2 separate regions of the Sus scrofa genome follow, and region 2 is linked to region 1. The links are chromatin contacts, called in public Hi-C maps. All regions are on one chromosome and are shown on one strand. The core of a region is the stretch at or near the end of the contact, and the rest is flanking DNA. Distances in the headings are between cores, read along the strand shown.

The links. Hi-C and Micro-C count contacts between places; a contact is called where the count stands out from the background.
Region 2: a contact with region 1 is called in a Hi-C map of liver, with 5 times the contacts expected there. The contact joins the promoter of TRIM45 here to the promoter of FAM46C in region 1. A contact is called at or near these places in 2 of 47 Hi-C or Micro-C datasets (heart right ventricle and liver).

What each region holds. Positions count from the first base shown.
Region 1 is chr4:103,151,888-103,157,390 of Sscrofa11.1, forward strand. FAM46C (family with sequence similarity 46 member C) reads right to left here and starts at 2,187. Exons shown (of 2, transcript NM_001315609.1): 1 at 2,077-2,187.
Region 2 is chr4:103,609,930-103,615,432 of Sscrofa11.1, forward strand. It overlaps TRIM45 (tripartite motif-containing protein 45), which reads left to right and starts at 3,253. Exons shown (of 6, transcript XM_001929343.5): 1 at 3,253-4,611. The coding sequence starts at 4,124.

The DNA of each region.
Region 1 (5,503 bases), core at 937-3,436:
AAATCCTTTCCCTCAAAGTCACCCCAACTTAATCTCCGGGTACAAGGTAGGAATCGTGGAAGAAACAACCTAAAGAATGCTGCTGTTTGCTCTCTGTGCACACACAAGCTTAAGAAATTAGGGAACCTTGTTGAGGCTAACCATTTTAGAGGCCTCCTGACAGAGAAAAAGGGTTTTTTTTTTTTTTTTAACGTTGATGTTAAAATTACCCGCAGCTACCTGAATGATTATATACAATATACCAAACCCTGCTTTCTGAAAACTCCTTATTGAGAATAAATGTACTCGAAAGATGAGGGTACAACTTAAGACCAAGGTTCCAGTTATCTCAAGTAAAAGCTTGACTCCAAAGATACCAAGCTTTCCATCTTTGCAAACAAGAACGTCAAACCCCTGCTGGTCCAGCTTTGAGCTTCCCTGAAAGGGAAGAGAAACGTCAGCGTTTTCTACTCCCCGCCACCCTCTTTGAGGGCAGGGCTTCAGGGTCGCCTGTGTGGGTCTCACTCCCTTAATACCTCTGGAGGTTTAAGACAGCACGATTCTTGGTAAGCGCTCCTACTGCCCTGACCGCTGCCTGGCTTGCTTCCCTGCCAAGCTACTCACGTTGAAAGGCTAGTGTAGCCAACAATGGCCACTCACATCCCCCCTGCAAGGCAGCTGGGCCAAGCCCAGGAGTCTACTGCAGGAGGATTTAATAATCTTAACTTTATTTCCTGGGGAGGTTCAAGTTCCCAACTCACCTCCTAACTATCCTGAATACCAACTGTCACCATACAAATTGGCTACCTAGTCTTTATAAACGCTGGATGTTTAAAAGTGCAGTTGAAGCACTCCACGGTTTGCATATTCTAACTCCAGAAGCAATCAACAAACGTTAAAAAAGCAGCAGGTTCCTATTTGAGACAACGATTTAGGCAGCCCTGCAGAAGCCTCCCTCTGGACAAAAAAAAAGGGGGGGGGGTTGCAAGGAGACCGAACAGATCCTCCCCACAGGGTCCTGCCCTAACAATCGGTTCTAGTGCTCCTGGATGAACCGGAGTTCTCCAGAGAAACTCGCCAGGCACTTCCCCGGAAGTCGTCTCTTCCTTCGAGGTAGCGCCGATTTGTTTCTCTCGGGCAGGCGTTCCGCGTTTAGGTGCACAGGCTGCTACCCTGCACTCGTCAGGTTCGTCACCCTCCTCTGGCTCCCTCCCACCTTCGCGATCTGAACTGTGACACCTCTCTGGACAGCCGTGCCCCTAAGCCGCCCGCGGCTCCGCTAGCCCAGTCAACGGACGGCCGTGGCTTTCCGCGTACAGGCTAAGCAAGTTTCATTCCTAAAAGGGGAGGAACCAGGTCGCAGACGCCGTCTTCCCGAGAGAAGCAAAGCCCACGCGTCACTCGCTTGGATCACTTTGCTGCTCTCGGCGTCCCCAGTCTAGTGCGAGTGCAGGAGAAGTTAGAGATCTCCGCCCTCTCCCTCAAACCCTGGCGCTGGCACCCAGCAGGGGGAGGGTCCCACCCCTGTCCTCCCCTTCCCGGACTGATACAGCCCCCGACCGCTGCTGTCTCCAACTGCACCTTCCAGAGCCGCCGCATTCGAATTTGCGCTCGGCCGGCCGGCCAAGGTGTGCGCACCCGCGGAGCGCCCGGACGAGCCCGAGAGACCGCAAGCAAGGGAGGAGTGGTGCGGCCGCCGTCGGACCCGGGGAAGGAGCTGAAGGCCCCGTCACATACACTTCAGCTGCTCGGCAGGCTCGGGCCAGCACGGAGCCCGCGGGACGCGCGGAGCAGGAACTCGCCGAAGTTTGCCAGGCCCGGTCGAAGTCTCTCGAAAGTTGTAGCTCCCTCTCGGAGCGTCTCGCCTGGCCCTCGGGGGCGACAGGATAACGGGGGTGTCGTCGCTGGAGCTGAGGGGGAAGGGGGCACAGGGGCCCGGCACCTGTCCGCACCTCACCTCGGGGCCGCGGCGTCCCCTCCGGGCTAGGCGAAGACTTAGGCTCCTCTCGGCTGGAGCGGACCCCCCGAGAGCAGGGCGCGCGGCATTCTGGGACCGCGCATCCTCGCACCTTTAAAGGAGGGGGTTGGTGGACTCACCTGGGCGGCGGCGGCGGAGGAGACCACAGAGGCAGGTCCTTGGCGTGGGCAGCCCCCCAGCAGGAGCGGCGCGGTCACTACAGCCCCCAAGCAGCGGTACCGAGTGAGCAGTCCTGCCGCCGCCCCCTCCGTTTTTATATGGCCTGACCACGCCCCCGTCCGCCGCCACCGCCCCCACCCCCGCCCCTTAGCCTGCCCTCCCGGGGGAGCGAGGGGCGGGGCGGGGCGGAGCCGGCACCCACCAAATCCTTCCGCCGGGGCGCTGACGACGAGGGCAGGGCGAAAGGTGCCCTCTGATTGGCTCCTCGGGTGAATGGTTGCCGAGAGACGAGTAAATCTTCGGCGGCGGGAAGGGGCCGGGGTGCCAAAGGAGATAGCATTGCGCAGGCTCAATAGAGAGGGGCTGCGTTGACAACCCCCCCCTTAACTTCGGAGTTACTCAGACTCCCTTTCGACTTTCCACTACCTTCTCTTTTGCTGGTGGTAGCGCATAACTTATCACCCAACTGCCCCGCGCCCAAGTTTTTTTCCAGCTCTATTCCGCTCCCTCGCGGGTCTGTTTTTTTTACTTCTCTGGGAATTTTAGCTTTAGTTCCCTCTCCGGTAGTGGGGAGTGAAGCCCCCACGCCTACCCCGGACTCGAGTTTTTCTTTTTTCTTTTTTTTTTTTTGCCATTTCTAGGGCCGCTCCTGCGGCATATGGAGGTTCCCAGGCTAGGGGTCTAATCGGAGCTGTAGCCACCCGCCTATGCCAGAGCCACAGCAATGCAGGATCCGAGCCGCGTCTGCAACCTACACCACAGCTCACGGCAACGCCGGATCGTTAACCCACTGAGCAAGGGCAGGGACCAAACCCGCAACCTCATGGTTCCTAGTCGGATGCGTTAACCACTGCGCCACGACGGGAACTCCCCGGACTCGAGTTTTGAAGTCGGGGAGAACACTTGTTTTCTGAGCCAGACGAGCCTTCCTGATCCCCCAAGCAAATTGGCTGGAGGTCATTGGGGAAAGGGCCAGCACAGTTGGTTCTCTGGAGCGGTTACCACCTGTGTGCAGTTAGTGGGACTAAGGGCCTGGAGGAATCCATCGCCAAGCCTGCAAACTGCGGCAGCTTCAGCCGTACTCTTACTCGTACTCGGAATGTCACAGGGCTCAGTCGTGTCTGTTACATAACATGCAGGCGGGGTTTGGACGCTGTCCCGTCACTCCGTAGCAAGTGGTTTCGAGTCCAGGTTCTAAATTCAGATTAACCTGGATTGGGATCTCTATTCACTACCTAACTATCTGTAAGGCCTTGGGCAAGTAACTTAACCAACCCTCCATAAATCTCCATTTCCTCACCTGTACGGAGGGACTAAAATCGGAACAGCTTTGTAGCGTTATATAAGTATCAAATAAGAAAATGGAAAGTTATTAGCGCAGTGCCTGGTGTAAAGTGTGTGGTAAATGTTCTTTATATCAAATAGTAGGTCTTGCATTTATTGAGCTTATGCTAATCTTCTACTGGGTGCTAGGGGAAAAGACTACTTCCTAGATGCAATATTTCTCTACCTGGCCCTTTCCACCCCTGCCTGAAATAAGTGTGATTTTCAATGTCTGCCAGGATAGAGTTCTCAAACATGAGAGGGGAGGGGGCGGTCCCCTGCAACATTAATGAATAGGATATCAGTATGAATGCTTTTAGGGAAAGCTACAGTGATTCTGTTGTTGGACATCAAGTCAAGATAGATGATCTAATTTTTTTTGTTGTTGTTTTCCTTTTTTGTTTTTGTGGTACAAATTCGGTAAAGTGCTTATGTGTACAGAACGATGAATTTCTCAATATGTAACTACCACCCAGCTTCCTCATGCCCCTTCCCGTTCAGTGTGCCACAAAAGGTTTGAGCTTGGTATGGATGAATTCATAATATGTGCACTTCTGTGTCTAGCTTCTTTCACTCAACAGTGTGTCTATGAAATTCATCCGTGTCACTGCGTGTAACAATGGTTCATTCTTTTCCATTGTCATGTATTATCTCATTATGTAAATATTCAGTAATTTATGTACTCATTCCACAGGTGGATGTTTGATTTTCCTTGTTTTTGCCTGTTGTGAATAAAGCAGCTACGGTCTTTTTCTTCCAGCTTTATTGAGGTATACTTGATGAATAAAAATTGTTATTTATTTAAAAAGTGTCCTTACTACATGTTTTGATACAAATGTTTGAAGCAATTAACATATCCATCACCTTATATAGTTAGCTTTGTGTGTGTTGAGAGGATGAGAATGATTAAAATCAAATTTCCAGTATATAATGCAGTATTATTAACTAGAGCCGCCATGCTGCACATTGGATCCCCAGAACTTATTCTGAACTTTTTTACTGACCTACAAACATTCTTATCTATGTCTCTTGGTGGGCATAATATCTCTTGATGTTGGGTTTTTACACAGGTATTAAAATCTCAGGACCATAGTCAATATACACATGAAGTTTTAAAAATACTGCCAAACATTTTTCCAGCGCGGTATAATCGTTTATATTCCAGCAACACGAGATTGCTGGTTGCTCCACATCTTTGCCAGGATTGTTATTATCAGTCCTTTCAATTTAAAAATGGGGTTTCTGGTACAACATTGTAAATCAACTATATATTAATGAAAAATTAAAAGATTTTAAAAACATTAATAAATAAATGAGGTTGTATATTTCATTGTGATATATGTATTTCTTCGAGAATGACGTTGAGCGATGTTTTATATGCTATTTGCCATTTTGATACCCTTCTAGGGGCGTGTCTATTCAAGTCTTTTGCCTATTTCTAGGGAGTTGTCTGTCTGAATGATCCGTGAGAGTTCTTTACATAATCCTGCCTGAGTCTTTTGTCCAATAAACGTATCACAAATATCTTCTTGTAGCTTTCTTTTCATTTTTTTGATACTATCTTTTGATGAACAGAAATTCTTAATGACATCTATTGTGGTGATTTTTATTTTTTTTTAATGACTGTTCCCACATGGCATATGGAAATTCCCACAGGGCTGGGGATTGAACCTATGCCTCTGCAGCAACCCAAGCCACTGCAGTCAGGTTCTTACTTAACCCACTGGGCCACAGTAGGAACTCCTATGACATCTAATTTATTAATCATATATTTTACGACTAGTGCTTTTTATGTCCTGTTTAAGAAGTCTTGGCCCAGCCTAAGACCTTAGAGGTCCTCTTCGTTTTCTTCTGAGAACTCAATTGCCTGAACCTTCACATTTAGGCCTATGATTCACCTCAAATTAATTTTTTGTGCACTCTGAGGTCAAATTTATTTTTTCCCATATGGATATCCAATTAGCACCATTGGCAAGTAGCTTTGTTGAATGAGTGAATGAATAAATGGATGTTTATTGAATGAAAAATTCAGTTAAGAAAACAAAGTAATCAGTTACTTAAAAT
Region 2 (5,503 bases), core at 2,003-4,502, 460 kb after region 1:
CCAGAATGCAGCAGAAGCTGAAAAGTGAGAAGTATGGGCAAAAGAGCTATTGGAGCTCAAAATCTGAAGCTCTGAAAGAGCAGGGAAAGTTTCAACAAAGTACTATGAAGCAATTTAACACAGAAGGAAAGATATTTTAAATAATAAAGGTGGAAGCATTCTGAAGACAAAACTGGATAAGATCAAAAAGTGTGTTTGGCCAAACGTTTAGGTATAATAAAGGCCAGTTTTATGGATCTAGTAAGAAATCCAGATGTTATCCTGTGGAGACTGGGAGCTACTGAAGCTTTCAGATTGAAGACTGATTTCGTACCATAGTTTTATAATTAATTTTGAAAAACCATGTAGAATCAATTGGGGGAGGAGTGGAGGGCAGGAATTCAGAGATTATTCTAATACTTGAGGTAAAGGGGACGAAGTCTTTATCATCCTAAAATTCTGCTCAGTAAGGTGCTGGCAGTGGGGATGGAAAAAAAAAATGGTACCTGCCTGGATATGGAAAAAGAGAAAGGAGGCCAAAAGCACTATAAGGTCTCAAGTTGGGGGGAAGGGACAATGACGATATCCTTGAGAGAATAAAATAGAAGTTCAATGGAGTTTAAGCTTATGTGGCCCTAAAGGTGATGGGGTGACATTTGGGTGCAGGTGTGTAATAGACGGTTGTGACCAACGCTGAGGAGAGTGGTCAGTACTGAAAGTGTGACTCTCAGGCTCACCTGCAGGAGAAGGAAAGACGGGGGATAAAGTGGAGGAAGGGGGACCAGCGAGGAAGGAGAATGCGAGAAGCAGTTCAAGAAATTACAAGGCCAGGAGAGCAGCCTATTTCAGAAGGCGAGGGGAGAGGACGTTTTAAATACAAGGGAGTACATAACAATAGCGAATACCAAAGAGACTGTAGTGAGAAAGGGCTAGTGATGTGGTCACTTGTCATCTGCAAGAGAAAAGTCTCAGTAGGAAAGAGGAGTTTATAGGGGGGAGGAAAAAAACGGGGGCGGTGATGGTGACACTGAGAAGAAGGTGATGAAAGCCGGAGAGTGAGACTACTCTTTCGAGAAATGTAGTGGTGAGAGTCACAAAGGTCTGGAAGTTAAAAGGCAGCCCAGTCAAAGGAGGATCTGGTAGAAGAACGTGCATAAAGGACAGATGGAAAATGTAGGAACAGCAAGGTTTTGCGAAGGCAGGAAAGGTCGGAATTAAGAGCAGAAGTCTTGAGAGGTTAACCTTGGAAGAGAAGAAAAGCAGTTAGGAGAGGTATGAGAGGAGAAATGATGAATCCCAGATTTTTTTGGTAAAAAGTGAGGAAATTGCTTTTCTTAAAGTCTGCTTTATATTCCTGCTTTATATACCTGCTGAGTATATAAAGGATTTAATGCTTAAGAAGCTGCGATGAGGAGTTCCCCTCATGGTACAGCGGAAACGAATCTGACTAGGAACCATGAGGTTGTGGGTTCGATCCCTGGCCCTACTCAGTGGGTTAAGGATCCGGCGTTGCCATGAGCTGTGGTGTAGGCTGTAGACATGGCTCAGATCTGGCGTTACTGTGGCTGTGGTGTAGCCTGGCAGCAACAGCTCCGATGGGACCCCTGGCCTGGGAACCTCCATATGCTGCGGGTGTGGCCCTAAAAAGGACAAAAGACCAAAAAAAAAAAAAAAAAAAAAAAAAAAGCAGCAGCAGCTGGGAAGAGAAAGGGTAGAGGTGGTTGGGCATGGCATCATGAGACAGAATTCAAGTCTCAGATGGGCTACCTTGGGCTGGCCACCAAACTTGAGACTTTCCTCACAGAGTTGTTAAGAGAGTAAATGGAATAACACACATGTAAATTATAAAGCACTTCTTAGACAAGAGAAGCTTGTAACATCTACCATGGGAAATATGATAAGAGCATGAATAAGAGATGAAGCAAAGCATCACAAGGCATCGGGGAGTGTTGAGGTGAAGTTCAGAGCAAGGATATATAACAAATCCAAGTCTGCAGTTGCTGCGACTGACTTCATACTGGAGTGGAGAAAGCAGATTCCGAGTCAGTAGGTACAGAGAAGGACAAGAAGCCACAAAAAAATCTAGGTAAGAACTATTTTAAGACCTTTGCCGGCATGCTTCCTTTAGGAAATTACATATAATTTACATATAAAAGTGGCATTTGACTCATTAACATATTTTAGAAATGGCCAAACATTCCAATTTCTGATTTTATAGTTTTCTTTTCATATTTCAGAGTGTTGTTTTAGATTCTACTTTTTTTTGTTTTTAAAAGAGCTTAGGCTCCAGGCACTGTGCCTATAGCATGGAATGGATAATGAAGACATCAGTGAGACAGTTGCCCACTGGGTCCAAATCAAGTCCAAGAGGTGATGAATAAAGCGAGCTGTGAGGTAGATAATCAGGCCTCCTCCAGGGGCTTAAGTGCCGAAGATAATGAGAACAGATGGAGGGTAAGAAGCCAGAGGGTTACCACGTGTGGAACTTGGGAGATAAAAGGCCTACATCCCAGGTAAAATCCCAGATACGGCTAAATCAGCAGACTCCTGAGGACACTTAAAAGAAGGAGACCAAGAAACTGTGAATCGCGAAGGAAAGGGTGCCTGATGGGTTCATTTTCCCCTTAGTTTGTGAGCCCACAAAGGGCTTATCCCTCCTTGACACCTTCCACTACCCCATTGTGACCAGCCACCGGCCCTCCCTGACGGATAAAAACGGGGGGACAAACGTGCCCTGTTTCTCTTACACAAAGCTGTAGAATTCTGAATGAAAAACCACCCCTTAGTCATCCGCACCTCTTGCCCCGGATGGGTGAAAAAACTGCTTCTCCGACTCCAGGGAACGGGGAGTCGGCTCCTGGGCGCTGGCCGGACGAAGGCAACGCTAGACCTCGGTGCAACGGTCTCCCTGAGGGGTCTTCCGAACCAGCCTGGGTCGGAAAACGCCAGGAGCCAGCAAGCCTCTTCTAGAAGCTCTTGTACCCAGCCCGCTAGTCCTGAGGGACTCCAGAGCTAAAATAAGCTGGGAAGCCCAGAGGGGAACTCTCAGGCTGACACCAGCTCGGAGAAGAAACGCCAGTAACCGCACACATCCCAAACCTCGACAACCAGGAAAACACCTCCCCTTTCAACGCCCCGGGCGGAGCCCGGCACCAACTGACAGCGCCACCCACCAATGGGAGGGCCCAAACTGGGATCGTGGGACCAATCCGAGGGCGCGGGGGAGGCGGTCCCGTGGCCCATCAGCGCGGCTTTTTAAGTGCTCCTCTGGCCTCTCTGATCGCCGCAGCCATAGAGAAAGGGACAGTCACCGTAAAACGGTGACGCCGGCTGTACTATGCCGCTCACTCCCAGCCTCAGTCTTTTCTTCTTCCGAGGACTAACCCCGCAGACAGCCCCGCCTCCTGCCTTTAGTTTGATCCCGCCCCTTCCCGGAGGGCACCGGCCAAGATGTGGAATTTCCAAAGCTTACTGGGTGCCGCTGGTGTCACTCTGAAGGGCGGCGGGTCCTGCTGCGGCGAAGGCCGCGCCTCTCCCAAGGTGATTGGACTCGCCCGAGTAGCCCCCGACTGGGATTGGTGTGAGAAAGGGCCGGAGCCATCGGGCACCACCTTGGACCGGAAAGTGGGCAGGCGGTGGCAACCGAAGAGCCGGCAAGACCTCGCAGCACCCTCGTCCTCCATGTGCCTTCCGCGGAGGGCCGGGTTGGGGGAAGGAGCGGGAGGCCCCCCAACCGCATCACGCGAGGGCGGGGACGGCACTTGTCGCGTGTCTGGCGCGGGGCCGGACGGGTGGCAGCGGGAGGGGGGTGATAGTAGAGGGTGTTAGAGATGCAGGGGTTCAGAAGTCTAGCAGGAGACTTAGACCTGGAAGCGCCTCCTCGGAGGATTTAGGGGGTTAGAGGAGGCCGTGGGCGTGTCTGGTATGGGATGCCTTGCAAAGGAGGGGGCCCTGTTGAGTAGTTCTGTGGGCGGTTCCTTTAAGGAATCCTCTAACTTTTTGCCCTTTGATTTGCCAAAGAGAGAGTCCCCATGGTCTCTGTTCAAGTTTTGGAAACTTTCTCTTTGGGTGGGCCTAATCACCTACTACTTCATTATAGAATTGCCCAGGGTCTTTTCTGATACTGAGCACAAACGTGGGGAATATGGCAGAAAACAGGAAGCCGCTGCTGGGCTTCGTGGGCAAACTCCCATGTGGGACCACACCTGGGAACTCAGGCAAGACTCACTGCCCTTTGTGCATGGGGCTTTTCAAGACCCCCAGGCTCTTGCCTTGTTTGCACACAGTTTGCACCACCTGTCTGGAGCAGCTGGAACCCTTCTCAGTAGTGGACATCCGTGGGGGAGACTCTGACACAAGCTCTGAGGGGTCAATATTCCAGGAACTCAAGCCATGCACTCTGCAGCCGCAGATCGGCATCCTCTGTCCGGTATGTGATGCTCAGGTGGACCTGCCCATGGGTGGAGTGAAGGCTTTAACCATAGACCACCTGGCCATGAATGATGTGATGCTGGAGAGTCTGCGTGGGGAAGGCCAGGGCCTGGTGTGTGACCTGTGCAGCGACAGGGAAGTGGAGAAGAGGTGTCAGACCTGCAAAGCCAATCTCTGCCACTTTTGCTGCCAGGCTCATAGGTAAAGATGGGACACCCCACCTGGTGTGGCTTAAGAGCGGAGTGCAAAGAGGTGTCAAGACAGAGAATTCCCTGGGTGAGCAGATGGAAAGGAAAGCTCGAATGCCATGCAAAGTCAGAGAGCAATATAGGATGTGGTTACAGATATTCCAGAACAGCGGTTAACTCCTGCAGCCTTTATATAATACCCATGGTAATAACAGCAGCAGAGGTTTGCAGAGTCCTTTTCAGCTTACAAAGCACATTCAGTTTCCTTGGATCATCAACCATTTGTATAGTGAATAATTGTACTGGGTGCTAAAGAAAGAGAATGAATATAATACCAAAGCCCCTGGCCTTGATTTCATTTGATCCTTGCAATGCATAGAAAAGCAGGCATTGTTTTCACCCCTTATTATTTGAGGAAACTGAAGCTCAGCCATATGTGATTTGTCACAGGTCCCCTAGCTGGTAAGTAGTATATTACAGAACAGAGTTTTAAATCCAGGTCTTCAGACTGCCTCTATGCTTTTTCTACTAATCTCTGCTACCTTCCCACTATAAGATGCTAATTGGTGGGATCCCATCTCAGCCTTTGCCTTGTCCCCTAAAGTTAGGGGAACTTGGCGAGGTGGGCTGGTAGGTGCTTACTGGGGTGCAGATAATGTCTTTTATAGCGTTTGGTGAACTTTGTGAGATGAATCACTTTGTTCCTTCAGACCCTCTTGCGCTATTCCAGAGCGTTACAATGGAAAATGGCCAAGGTTTGGGGATTAGCCTAAAGTAGTTTTTAAGGTCAGCCTTCCATTTGTTCTCTGGCCTCACCAACAGAACAAGTTAGTAGTCTTTGGTCTTTCTATTTTGAACTTGTAATTATGACCACTTTGCTGCCAGCCAAACAGCTGACGCTGTTT